Linked DNA regions of Gossypium arboreum: regions 1 and 2 are each linked to region 3. Evidence: chromatin contacts called from public Hi-C data. All regions are on one chromosome and are shown on one strand. The core of a region is the stretch at or near the end of the contact, and the rest is flanking DNA. Distances in the headings are between cores, read along the strand shown. Region 1 holds the start of LOC108463709 (tRNA-dihydrouridine(47) synthase [NAD(P)(+)]-like). Region 2 holds the start of LOC108461232 (protein BASIC PENTACYSTEINE4). Region 3 holds the start of LOC108463087 (30S ribosomal protein S31, mitochondrial-like).

Region 1 (4,113 bases), core at 906-3,405, 410 kb before region 3:
GCCAAAAAGAAGTTCAAGTACTAACTGTTAGCTTCCAATCAAGATGTATATTCTAATAGCAAACCAGTTAATGCAAGACATCACTAGTTTCTTATTTGGGATACCTTGCTGAGAAAAAAAATTATGCCTATTCGTTCCCTTGGGTGTACTTTAACTGGCTAACCGCAGCCCATTATTTCAATTTCTGACACTTATTGGAAGGAAAAAGTAGCAGTTTGCCCCTGATCCAAAAAACACTAGGCAGTTGTGATATGCATACCTGCAAAAGGTTGGTGCACATTGCCATTTCACCGCATGTCACATCTGCTCCCAGTGTTTTGCAAACCCTACGAAAAGGAAGATTCCCAACTGTGGTTAGAGGAGCAAGATACAACTTCTCTCTAAAATCAATAAGCATCTTTTCACGAGGGTGTATCTTGAGGCTCTTATCAGGTTCTGCATGTACATCATCAGCCAGTTCAGTTTCAGCAGATTTTTTTTCATTATACTTCTCAAGAACAGTCGCATCTTTCAAATTACATATCTTGGGGCTCCTATCAGGTTCTGCAAGTACATTATCTGCCAGTTCAGTTTCAGCAGAATTTTTTTCATTATCATTCTCCAAAACAGTTGCATCTGTCAATTTACACAACTGAGTTACAGACTAGATTATCAGTTCAAAAATTAGTAAAGAATAAAAAATCCACAAGAAGTCTATCACCTTCCCCTTCATCAGAGCACTTTTCATCAACCACTAACTTGGCCTTCTTCAAGGGTCTCAACTCATCAGTTTCACATGCCTCCTCAGCATTAACTGCTGCTGGAAATGTTGAAGGACACTCAGAACAGTCAACTGAATCATCAACCACCTTTTTGCAATTGGTCTCATCAGCAGCATGAGAACCATCTAAACCAACTTCGTCTTCCTCCTTATCTACCAGCTTCTTTACTTTCCAGTTGGGCCCCTGAATTATCGCGTTGATAACAAGTTACTAACAATAAACCATAATGATTATAAAACAAGATGGAATGAACAGAAATGCAAGAAATAAGGACCAATAAAAGAATTATTTCATTGTACCGCCAGTCCAAGAGATTTAACTACAGCATCCGCTTTAGTAAAGCGCATTTTGTTTTTCCACAAAAGCTTCTGAACATCTTTGCTTAGTCCATTGACTTCAGAGCTTTTCTTCAATAAATTAGAAGTAGCAATGGGAGCATTATCCTTATGCGTGCCTGCAAATCTACAGGCTAAACCATAAGGGCAGGGTGCATCAGCTTTTATAAATGGGCAGTCACCCTCTAGATCAGCCGGTTTCTACATACAAAAAAAAAAAAAAACTATTAAAAAAAACCCAATTAGCAAGATTTGATCAAATTATAAAGTCAGGAAATGGGTATTCAAATACCTGAGCCATAAAGGCTTCAATGTCATGGCTGAAACGACATTTATCTTTATAAGAACATGCATTGACATCTCCCGTCTTTGCTATCTCAGGACATAGATTCAAAGGAGAATTTTGCTCCTGAAGGAGAAAAACAAATCTTCAACGATCACTTTTCAATTTACATTCCACTACTACAATAACAACAACAACAATAAAAAAAAATATTTTTTTCCCTGCCGGCAAATAACAATTGCTTTTGTAAAGGGAAACAGATCAGGTTAAGAAAATTGGGACCTGACGACGCTCTCGTTTGAGTTGCCGCTTCGATTTCTTTTCCTGGACAACGTTTGCCTGAGGTTGCTTGACGTTGGTGTCAGAGGCGGGGCTGTTTTGGGTGGTTCTAGAGGATGGTGGAGGTCGAAGAAACTCTCGCTTTACAGGTGCAATGGCTCGAGCTACTAACTCTTCCGGTGAACGTTGAGTAGTTCCATTCGGGTCCAAAGGCGGCTGTGAAGCCGGGACCCCTTCCGTCGAAGAGTCTGTAACCGCACAGATATCTTTCGGACAGTCATCCATCGATGGCGAGTTCGCTGGGTGAGGGCACTCAGTTCCCTGTCAATCTCCTGCAGTGATTAAAGCTCTGTTTCCAGTAACGAGGAGTGGCTCCTGATTAGGGTTTATGTTCAGTGGGATTGTTGTTGTAAGTGTACATAACGTGGGTAACCCCATATTCACAGGGCAAAAGTGCCGCGCCTTTACTACGCTGACGGTGAGAAACAAAACGATGTCGTTGTTATCCTGAGAAGCAAACGATGCCGTTTTCATGAGGAGAGTGAGGACGAAAACGAGGCCGTGTTTTGGTGGAGAGTAAAAAGCAAACGGCGTCGTTTCATCTAGAAGGGAAAGGATAATATTATTAGAAAGATTTAAAGCCATACCATGAACTTGAGTCTAACCTCTTAAGCCACTCTACCATCCAATCGCCATGTTTGGTTTAATAAAATGGAATAAATTAGGAATGTATTAATTATGTGTAGAAATAGAATATAAAAATAATAGATATTATGTTGTTTGGTTGATTGAATAGAATAAACAAGTAATAGTATTAAGTTGGCTAGATTGATAATGATACTAAGGAAGAGAAAAGTAATAAGTGTTCAATGATATTATCATCCTTAAATTAAATAATAATATTTTTATTATTCTATTATTATTAAAATTGATATAATTCATAAAAATGATATATGTAGAAAATTTAAATATTATAATTTAGTAATATATATTATAAATATACTTAATAGTATAATATATTATTCATTTCTTAATAAATTTATAAATATTATGTCAAAACATACTATTTGAAAATGAATAATTTCACCTTTTACATTAAATAATAATAACGTTATTTACCAATAATTTATTTAATTTTCAAAATAAATCTAAAAATCATATTTAAAAATTTAGAAATATTATTAAAATCCTACTTATAAAAGTATAAAATTTTTATTTTAATATTACTTTTATCTCTTTCTTCTTTTTTTGGAGTTCTACCTGGTTTTTTTTTTTTAATTTAATTTAATTGACCAACTTTGATTTGTTCAGAATGTTTCCATTCTTAACTCATCATCGTTGCAACTGATCTCATTGTCACTATCAACCATCGTCAAGGCTTTATGGAATTTCATCACAGATTTCTTATAACTTCTCACTTTTTATTTTCTACTGGATTTTTCAAAAAACAAAATAACAATAAACTTTGATTACAAAAATAATCTTCAGCTTCCGTTGCATTTTTTGTGGTCTTCCATCGCTCCAAGTCTTCATTTTGGTTTTCTTAATTGTTGTGAACTCCTAAAATTTAAAGGCTTAAAATCCTTAGTGCTAATCTTAAATAGAAAAAACCGAAGAAGTTGTTTTATTGCCTCTGTAGTGAGAATGATATTGAAAAAACCAAATCAAATTTAACAAAAGTTGTCTTGGTTTAACTTGAAATGATGAGGGTAAAATTTTAAATATATATATATATATGTATAAATGCTATTCGCTGTTGTGCGGAACAGCCATTCTTTAGTAAGAATGAAGAATAGTAATTCGTTATTGTCGGTAATGAGATATAAATTCTAAATCGGCTGAATAAGGAATTTATTAAACCAATTTATGGAATAATTATTCCCCTTGGAATAAACGCAGAATGGGTTCGCTATTCATGCCAGCCAACCAAATGTTCTGTAAGTTTCAAACTTTTTACAAATGAACAAGAAACTATGCTCTGAATATGCCAAAGAAAGCTCTTCTGTGATAAAAGTTTTTGCTGATCTGATATTTTAAAAAGAAAGATTTCAGATTAATTGCTTCCAAGTCCCAATCTTATCACACTGCCTGCTTAGTGAATGATTAAACACATACATGGGATGAAAACACTAGCTTTCTTTCTCTCTCAGTTCACAAGTTTGGTTTTGCTACATTTTGGTGCAATAAAACTCAACTTGTGCAAATACCCAAAGTACATTGAAAATCAATTGATAGAACAAACTGCAAAAGAAAAAAACCACAGTCGCTCAAATGAAATGCCCAAACTCTTTTACTGAAATGAGAAGAGAATTAAATAAAAAAAAGAATATAACAGAAGAGTTAAAGATCAACTCTTGTAATGTTAATGAAACAAATCCTGTATGTCAACTTAATGCTTACATTCCAAAATGATTTATCTACCATAAATAAATAAATTAAAAAGATTTGATTATAA
Region 2 (4,065 bases), core at 1,173-3,672, 310 kb before region 3:
TCCATATCACTTGAATGATATGAAAGGTGCATGCATGTTCTTCCTCTCTGAATGCCACTACCAAATGGGAAGTTCTTGGCATTTTCCCGGCACTGCAGCACAGCTAAAGCATTATCTCTCTCAATTAAGGCACTATCCCGCTCAGCAAGTGCCTTATCCCGCTGCTGGAGGGCCTCATCTCGCGCAGCAAGGGCTTCCTTCCTTTCAGAAACAGCAATGTTCCGTTCTCGAATAGCAGCATCCCGCTCAGCAAGGATAGACATGATTTTTTTATTCATTACCAAGGCATTGCTTTGTTCCTTCACATGGTGCTGTGGCATCATGTTCCACTGCATGTATCATTGCATCCCACTTAGATAAATCAAGTATTGAACAATAAAATAAACACTAAAGCCACATCGTTGAGTGGGAAATTGTTAGTTTTCTTCCTACCGGAGGGTGTGCTCCTTTGTAGCGATCTAGCTTATATCTCCCATTTTCTAGCTGTCCAGCACCATCCATCTAACACCAAGTCAAAATTAATTGGGCTAAAAAATGTTGACAACCACTCCTTGAACTTTCATGTGAACACAAAAGTCAACAGGTTTCAAGCGTGTGGCACATACTATTTGTTTATAGTAGGAAAAACCAAAGTTAAATTTCAAGTGATTTGCAAAGCAACTAGAAATGAGAAAACAAAAGCATGAATCGGGTGTAAAAGATAAACTAAAAATAAAGTCTAAACAAAATGATTAACAATTCAACATTCAAAGAAGGCAACTTGGAGAAGGATAAATAAACAGCTACTACAACTAAGCAAAGAAAAATAACTAAAAATCACACAGAAACTATAAACTATTAACTGATATAGGGAAGCAATACACGTAAAAAATCATCTGGTCTGACCAAAAAAGAGAAAGAAATAGAAAATTTTCAGCCCTTTGGTAATGTCATCAAGATCAAGAGAAATACGGTATTGCTAAGACCAAGAGTACAAAATTATTAGTGAACTTAGAATAGATTTTCTGATAAATAAGTTTCAGCAAGACCAAGAGTACAAAATTATTAGTGAACTTAGAATAGATTTTCTGATAAATAAGTTTCAGCAATATATCAAAGGCAATACCAAGCAATTTTAGACAGTGCTAAGAATATTTGTAGTCACTTAGCACCGCTTCTCCACATACTTTAAAAATCAAGGCAAAAGCCAGAGTGACAACATATTCTCACTAGAAATTGGAATTGAAAACTGCATCAGTACTGAACAATAAAGAGCAATTCCAAGCTCTCCACATAATTGGTAACCAGTGTAAGAAGTCAACATATTTGGAAAAAGAATGTTTAAAACTAGAAATAAAAAATGTAACAAAAAAATCCTTTCTAGAATTGAAATTTATAAAGTCAAGGATTAAACACTAAAGCCCAAGAGACTCAAAAATATTGAGTTATAAACAATTTTGGAACTGTTACAAAGGCATTTGCCTTTATCAACGAAATAACTAAAATGCATTCAGGATAGTTAACACACGAACTTCTACGAATGCAATCAAGCAATGTTGTAATAATTTACTAAAAACTTATTTAGCAAGTTCATAAATTAGGAAAGCATCAAAAGTAGGCACCAAATAAAGCCCAAAAAGCTTGATAAGCAGCTCTCAAGTATAAGCGAGTGCAAACCCTGATACCATCTTATGCAAAAGTGAACTCAAAAGTACATTTTGTTTTTCAATTGCTAACCATTGTTTTTAAGTTCCATAGCTATCTCTTGTGGTATACACCCAAAGTCCGAGATGAATTAAAACACAGACATAAAAACTATAAAAAGAAAGAAAGAAAAAGAAATCAAATCTTAAATAATTGTTGCATATCATTTCCATGCACATCCAATGAACAATGCAGATCCCTAAATTCCTTAAATTATGTTTAAAAAATCTATTGAGACCAACATAAATACATGTAAGCAAAGCGCTAATTAAGCACATTCTTTAACCCGAGTTTATTAACGAGCAGAAAATCGAAAGACAACTCGAAACATTTAGTTAACAAAAGATAAATGTGAGTAATTAATAAGAAGTAAAAAATAAACAAAAACCAAAAAGTGACAATGTGAATGAGAAAAATGATACAACTCAAGTGAGTTCTAACTTTCAGTAAAGTTAGGGTTTTCTTTTACCACGATCGAAAATCCCTTTTATAGAATAATTATTTTTCAAAAAATTGAGCTTAATAACCTCAAAAAAACAAATGCTCGATTCATGTGGGAAGATCATGAAAAAAAAAATAGAACCAAAAAACATAAAAACTTACACTTCTATAAAATTACTTTTAAAGAGAAATGGAGTGATGGTTGAAATTTCCTTCTCAGAAAGGAAACCAGAGCGGAGTTCGATCGCCAGAGACAAAAGTTAAATGATTGGGAAAAGGTTTGTAACTTGAAATTCAGATAAATGATTTTCTTCATGTTCAAACGGCAGCGTTTTAGCTTTCTTGGGTCTAGAGAGCAAACGTTGCCGTTTTCTCTCTTTCTCTACTCTTTTGTATAATTCAATCAAGGCTTTAGTAAATTAGTCCCTTAATTATACTTCAATCCTCATATTTATTCTTAAAATTTTTTGGTCAAAAGTGATATCTAAATTAACGTGGTATGTTCTTATTGGATGTCACATATTTTTTTGGTAAAATAAGACTAGATTGATAGTTTAAGTATCTTTTTTAACAAATAAAACTTTAAGGACCAGTTTAAGAATTGGTTATTGTTAGCTCGATTGATCAAACCAAAATTGCCAAGAAGGCGGGTGAATTGGCCTTTAAAATTTTTGGTAGAACCAAAGAAAGAATATGAAACAATGAACCCCAATTATCTACTCCACTACCTTAGCTTTCCACAGTTAAGGATTTTCTCAAATTCACTAATTTGTACAAACTTTGAGGATAAGGTTTAACCTTACAACTCTTTTAAGATTTCTACCCAAATCTTAAGATACAAACCCTCTCAAAAAATTACAAAGAAGCAAACAAAGAAATAATCCCAATAAGATCAGAATGTTTGCCAATTAAGTACAAACATACAAAAATACACTTGAGCAAAAGAAAAAACAATGAAAGCTCACAAGTCTATCACAAGAGAATTATGGAAGTGTTGAGTACAAAGGTTGTTTGATTGATGATTTTTGCTTGAATATGCTTTCTTGTTATTGTAGGATCTTTAGAAGTTGGTATTTATACCCCCTAATTAATTTTCGATCGTTGAGGTTGTTGTGGATCATCAAGATCTCCTTCTTCCATGTATTCTTCAAGGTATGGATCATCCCAATTCCACTTATGAATAAAGTTAAGAAATATGCAATATACTATTACAATCTAACATTTTTTTTATGTTATACTGAGGTGATGTTAATATGAATTTTTTTTTTCAAAACAACAAATGTCTTGTAACACCCCTTACACGACCCAATCACCGGATCCGAGTTATAGGGTGCTACACTCTATTTTCAAATTTAATTAACACATTTGTTATTATAATCTGCATTTTAAAATAGTGTAAGATAAATAATACTTATAACACCATTACTAATTAGCTTAACAAATCTCAAAAAATCTATTTCAATTGATAAAATTTTAAATTAAGATACAACGATTTCACAAAGTAACTTTATCCTATTGAATAATTACTTAGTATTGAAAATATATATTCTGACTCCTTAATTATAGTTACGGTTAAGACCCCGAGGCTCTGTTTAAAGGTAGCCTCGTTGTATGCGTATTATGACTGAAATGTAAACTTGCCAAGCTCGACGGATTTTGGCTTGGTCCCTCCTCGAATCCTCGCATCTTTCTGTAATACCTGCGTTACATAATGGCATACACGTAAGTTCAATGAACTTAGTGAGTCATCCACACATTGCATTGGCAGAATGTTAACAAGATGATGTTTTAATTTAGTATTAAAGTTTGACTGTCTACACTAGGAAAGGTTTGCCAATCCCATTGGCTTAATATGTTCATTACACGTATTGACTTGCTTATACTTGACACATTATCTTCAATGATACCTTCGCTTACTTATTCGCACATCCTTGAGAACAA
Region 3 (4,119 bases), core at 690-3,189:
GATTTGTTTCTAATACGTATTTTGGGCCTCAAGGGCTCATGAAAGGGACAATGTGGTTATTTGTAATGTGCATATTAGTTGGTTGTGTAATGTACATATTTGATCTGAAATGTCCGGTAATACTTCATAACCCTGTTCTGGTGGCAGATAAGGGTTAGGGGGTGTTACAATGCTCATGGGCTGGGCTGGGACAACGAAAAATTTAGGCCCAATTACTAGGCCCAGGCTCGGCTCGACCTAAAAAATGGGCCTAAAATTTTGCCCAAGCTCGACCCGGATAAAAATGCTAAAATTCGGGCCTAGTCCAGCCGCCCGTATTAATTTTTTATATAATTTTAAATATATATAATACATAAAAAATACTAAAACATCAAAAAATATTTCCCAACAAATTGAAAATTAATTTTAAAAATATGTAGACTTAAATAACACTAAGATAAATATAACTTAACAAGCAAATGCCTCTAAAATAATAACAAAATTAACAAATTCTTTTAAAATAATAACAAAATAAATAATAAAATAAATTTTATACAATATCTAAACAATAACAATAAAATATTAACAACATAACAGAGAAAATGGTAGCAAAATAGGAGAAAATAACAAGAAAATAACATTAAAAAAAGAGCATATTTTTTTGTCTTTTAGTGAATTCGGGCCGGGCTGGGCCGAGGCAAAAAATACCTTACCCGAGTCTCGGTCGTTTTTTAAACGGGCCTTATTTTTTATCCAAACCCATTTTTTGGGCCTATATTTTTGCTCAAACCCTCCCACATTTTGGGTGGGCCTTCAGGCCTCGAGTGGCCCGACCCATAATTAGGTCTAATTTAATGAGATTATGTTATGATTTTTATTAATTCATATTTTAATAATAATTATATTAAAATATGATTAAAATTATTATTATTTTTATTAAATTATATTTAATAATAATCCTGTTAAAATTTAATAACAATAACAATAATTATCTACCTAAAAAAAATTCTGCTAATAGTACTTTGGTCATTTAAGCCTTTTTCCCTATGCTATTACAACATTTATTCCATTCAACCAAACACAAGAATACTATTACAACTCAATTCCATTCCATTCAATGAAACGATTGAATTACTGATTACAATTCTATTCTAGTGATCAATCGAGCTAAGAATTATAATTCATAATTACTTTTAATTTTTTTAAACAATCTCGTTATAAGTTTTGATCATATTTGTTCTTTTTTACACAATACCTAGAACTACCCATACCCCTCTACGACCCATAAATAGGAGAATAATGCGCTTTATCACACTCAAACCCATGTTCTATTGCATTAGCAACAATGCTCATGCTAATTAAACTAAGACTCAATTAACTAATTATCTTTAAATTTTAATTACCTAAAAATAACTCTATAAATAGCGACTTATCAACTTTCTAAATGAAAGTTAAAACTTTTTTCTTATAGCTTTCATTAAGAAAAAAGAAAAATTAATATTTTGTTTTAAAAATGGGAACTTTACTTTCTTAGATTAATTTTAATTTTTAAATTAAAGATATTTCATTTATCAAATATTATTATTTTAATTGATTCTAATATCAGTTATAATATTTTTAAATGTGAAACTAATATTTTTATTTTAAAATATTAAAAATATTAAAAACTTAAATGAACTAATTTAATAAATTTTAATTATTAAATACAAAAATTTCGTGCTTTACATAGATAAAAAATAGTATATATATAAGTACTTGAATATCAAATTTTACTTAAAAGACATTATTCTTTTTAAAATATTTATGAAAAGGACTTAGTTAAAACAAAGTTTTTATTTTATTTTATTTTGAAAATTAAAAAAGTAAAATAGAGGGTACAAAAAGTGGATTAAATGAAAGCAATGTAAAATGGGTCCAAATAGAAAAGAGGGTTGGTTAATAAGTAGCCCAAAATAAAATATAAAGCCCAATGATTCTATTTCTAGGCTTCTATTGTCTGCCTCCGTTACTGATAGATAGCCGTGGAAATGGCGATAATTCAGTGGTGCGGCACCGTAGCAAGGAGAGTGGTGATGAAGCAGTGGCCTGCTCTATCATCGGCTTCGCCGATTGGAGTAATGGCGTCGCCGCCGGCACCGACCCTTTGCGGCAGAGGTGACAAGAAGACGAAGAAAGGGAAGAGATTCAAAGGATCGTACGGGAACGCCAGACCCAAGAAAGAGAAGAAGATAGAACGTATCAAAGACAAGGTCGAAGTTCCCAGGTCTACCCCTTGGCCTCTCCCCTTCAAGCTCATCTGATTATTTTTCAAAAACTATGCTTTTTTTTCTCTTTTGTAATAGCTGTAATAATAAAGCAAAAACTTTTGTACAATTTTCAGGGTTTTTGTTATTAGTAGCTTTGCTTTTATATTTGTTGGTTTAAGTTCTAGAAACAATTTTAAGTGTTTTGAATGGTTGTTGCATAAGAACCAGAGAAAACCCTAATTATTATATGCAGCAATTATTAGTAGTTGAGGAAGCAGAGCCCCTAGGAAACTGTGAGTCTTTTTCAGATAAGCTGAATTAGGAGTTAGAGTGGTCTTGAGTAAGATACCATTCATGAGTTGAAAATTGGGAATTTAGGAGTGAGATGATGTTCTTCATGGTAAATGATTTATGGTTTTAGAAAGAACCAGTTTTACGGATGTTTACTTGAATGCATGTCCCTGGTTTAATTCAAGGGCTTGGTTTTCATCTGCTGCAACATAAAGCATGGCCTCAGAAAACGTTTAGGTTAGGAGAGGCAATTCCGGTTGCCATAGGCCTCATAGATAGATCACCCATCAAATGAGGTTGCTGCCCAGAGTACTGAAATTCTAGTGCAGACCCTAAACAGTCAAATAATGAACCTTTGAAGATATATCTCGGATCCAAATTTTTGGAAGGTATGTCATATTTCATAATAGCTATACTGGATATAGGTTTTTTTTTTAAAAAAAAAAATTGTTTCATAGTTAATCTGATTTAGAATAAGAGAGGAGAGATCATTTACCTTTTGCTAAAAATCAACATTTGCAAACTCCTGCATTACTTTGTTGCCTGTGTTTCCCAAAGTTACATGTGAGCTAAGGAACAAAGCATCTGCCTCAGAGCTCAAGGTTCAAGTGACTCAATTCTCCCTTAATCTCTGTAGAATGTCAAGTAAAAAACACTTCAAAACCTGCATTAGCGCATGATGAAACCCAGTTTCATGTCTTCAATCTTTTCTATGGTGAAGGGTTCCAAGATTCGAAATACAAATAAATTGGTGGTGACCCTATTTGAAGTCATTAAGATTATAGTGCCTGCTCTCCCCTGACCATTGTCAACCAGATCACTGACATTGTGATAACAGTTAATGAGTCCCGACTTGAGAGAGCTTAACCCCAAAATGTTCTTACCTAAAACAGATTACAATGCATCTTCTTCATTCTCGTCCAGCATCACTCTCTCACTCTGGGCAAATAAAACTAATAAAACAGAGGAGCTTTGCCGTAAAACTCTGTAATGGACACTATTTTTTTTACTTGTAAAAGCATTCTAGGAATTACCAATCTATGTCTCAATCGGGTCAATTTTATTGCATATAATATGATTTTACATGGCGACGATGAAACGAGTACGAAGGTGGTGAAATGTTTTATATTGATATTGTTTTGCACCATCACTATACATCATTAGCTGAGAATTTTGTATGTTTTTTACTTTTGTGACCCACAATATTAGATTTCAACTAAATCCATTGAACCCTGAACGGCAACGCTGTTTTTTTTTTTCAATCCATAAAATTTGAACCTGAAATCTTACTTGAAGAAAATATCCACACCCAACATCTGTTGGTGCCAAATTGCAAATTTATGCTATCGTGTTTTGTTTGTTTCATGGAGTATAAGGGCGTTTTACCACATATGAGCTAATAAGTAATAATGACTTGTATGAATAATTCGTTTAAAAGCCAATGCCAAGAAAGCGAAGGTCTTGCATGCTGCCACCATCATAATTAGGTTTCCTTGCAATTTCTACGATAAAATTAACCCGAAAAACATGCAAATACACGACCTGTCAAAATCAATTTAACAAAAATTATTAATGTAATAAAAAATTAAACACAATTTGAAAG

What was found. A called contact is a pair of places that touch in the nucleus more often than the background predicts.
Region 1: a Hi-C map of leaf shows a contact between it and region 3, with 5 times the contacts expected there. The contact joins the promoter of LOC108463709 here to the promoter of LOC108463087 in region 3. A contact is called at or near these places in 2 of 5 Hi-C or Micro-C datasets (both in leaf).
Region 2: a contact with region 3 is called in a Hi-C map of leaf, with 4 times the contacts expected there. The contact joins the promoter of LOC108461232 here to the promoter of LOC108463087 in region 3. A contact is called at or near these places in 2 of 5 Hi-C or Micro-C datasets (both in leaf).

What each region holds. Positions count from the first base shown.
Region 1 is chr13:46,877,081-46,881,193 of ASM2569848v2, forward strand. LOC108463709 (tRNA-dihydrouridine(47) synthase [NAD(P)(+)]-like) reads right to left here and starts at 2,156. Exons shown (of 10, transcript XM_017763612.2): 1 at 1,662-2,156; 2 at 1,389-1,505; 3 at 1,061-1,297; 4 at 701-944; 5 at 260-543. The coding sequence starts at 1,943. LOC108463711 (bZIP transcription factor 29) reads right to left here. Exons shown (of 5, transcript XM_017763616.2): 5 at 3,947-4,113.
Region 2 is chr13:46,973,986-46,978,050 of ASM2569848v2, forward strand. It overlaps LOC108461232 (protein BASIC PENTACYSTEINE4), which reads right to left and starts at 2,423. Exons shown (of 3, transcript XM_017760991.2): 1 at 2,287-2,423; 2 at 433-501; 3 at 1-329. The coding sequence starts at 501.
Region 3 is chr13:47,288,881-47,292,999 of ASM2569848v2, forward strand. LOC108463087 (30S ribosomal protein S31, mitochondrial-like) reads left to right here and starts at 1,940. Exons shown (of 1, transcript XM_017763027.2): 1 at 1,940-2,352. The coding sequence starts at 2,007. The coding sequence ends at 2,279. It overlaps LOC108463085 (a long non-coding RNA gene), which reads right to left. Exons shown (of 4, transcript XR_001868005.2): 4 at 3,803-4,058.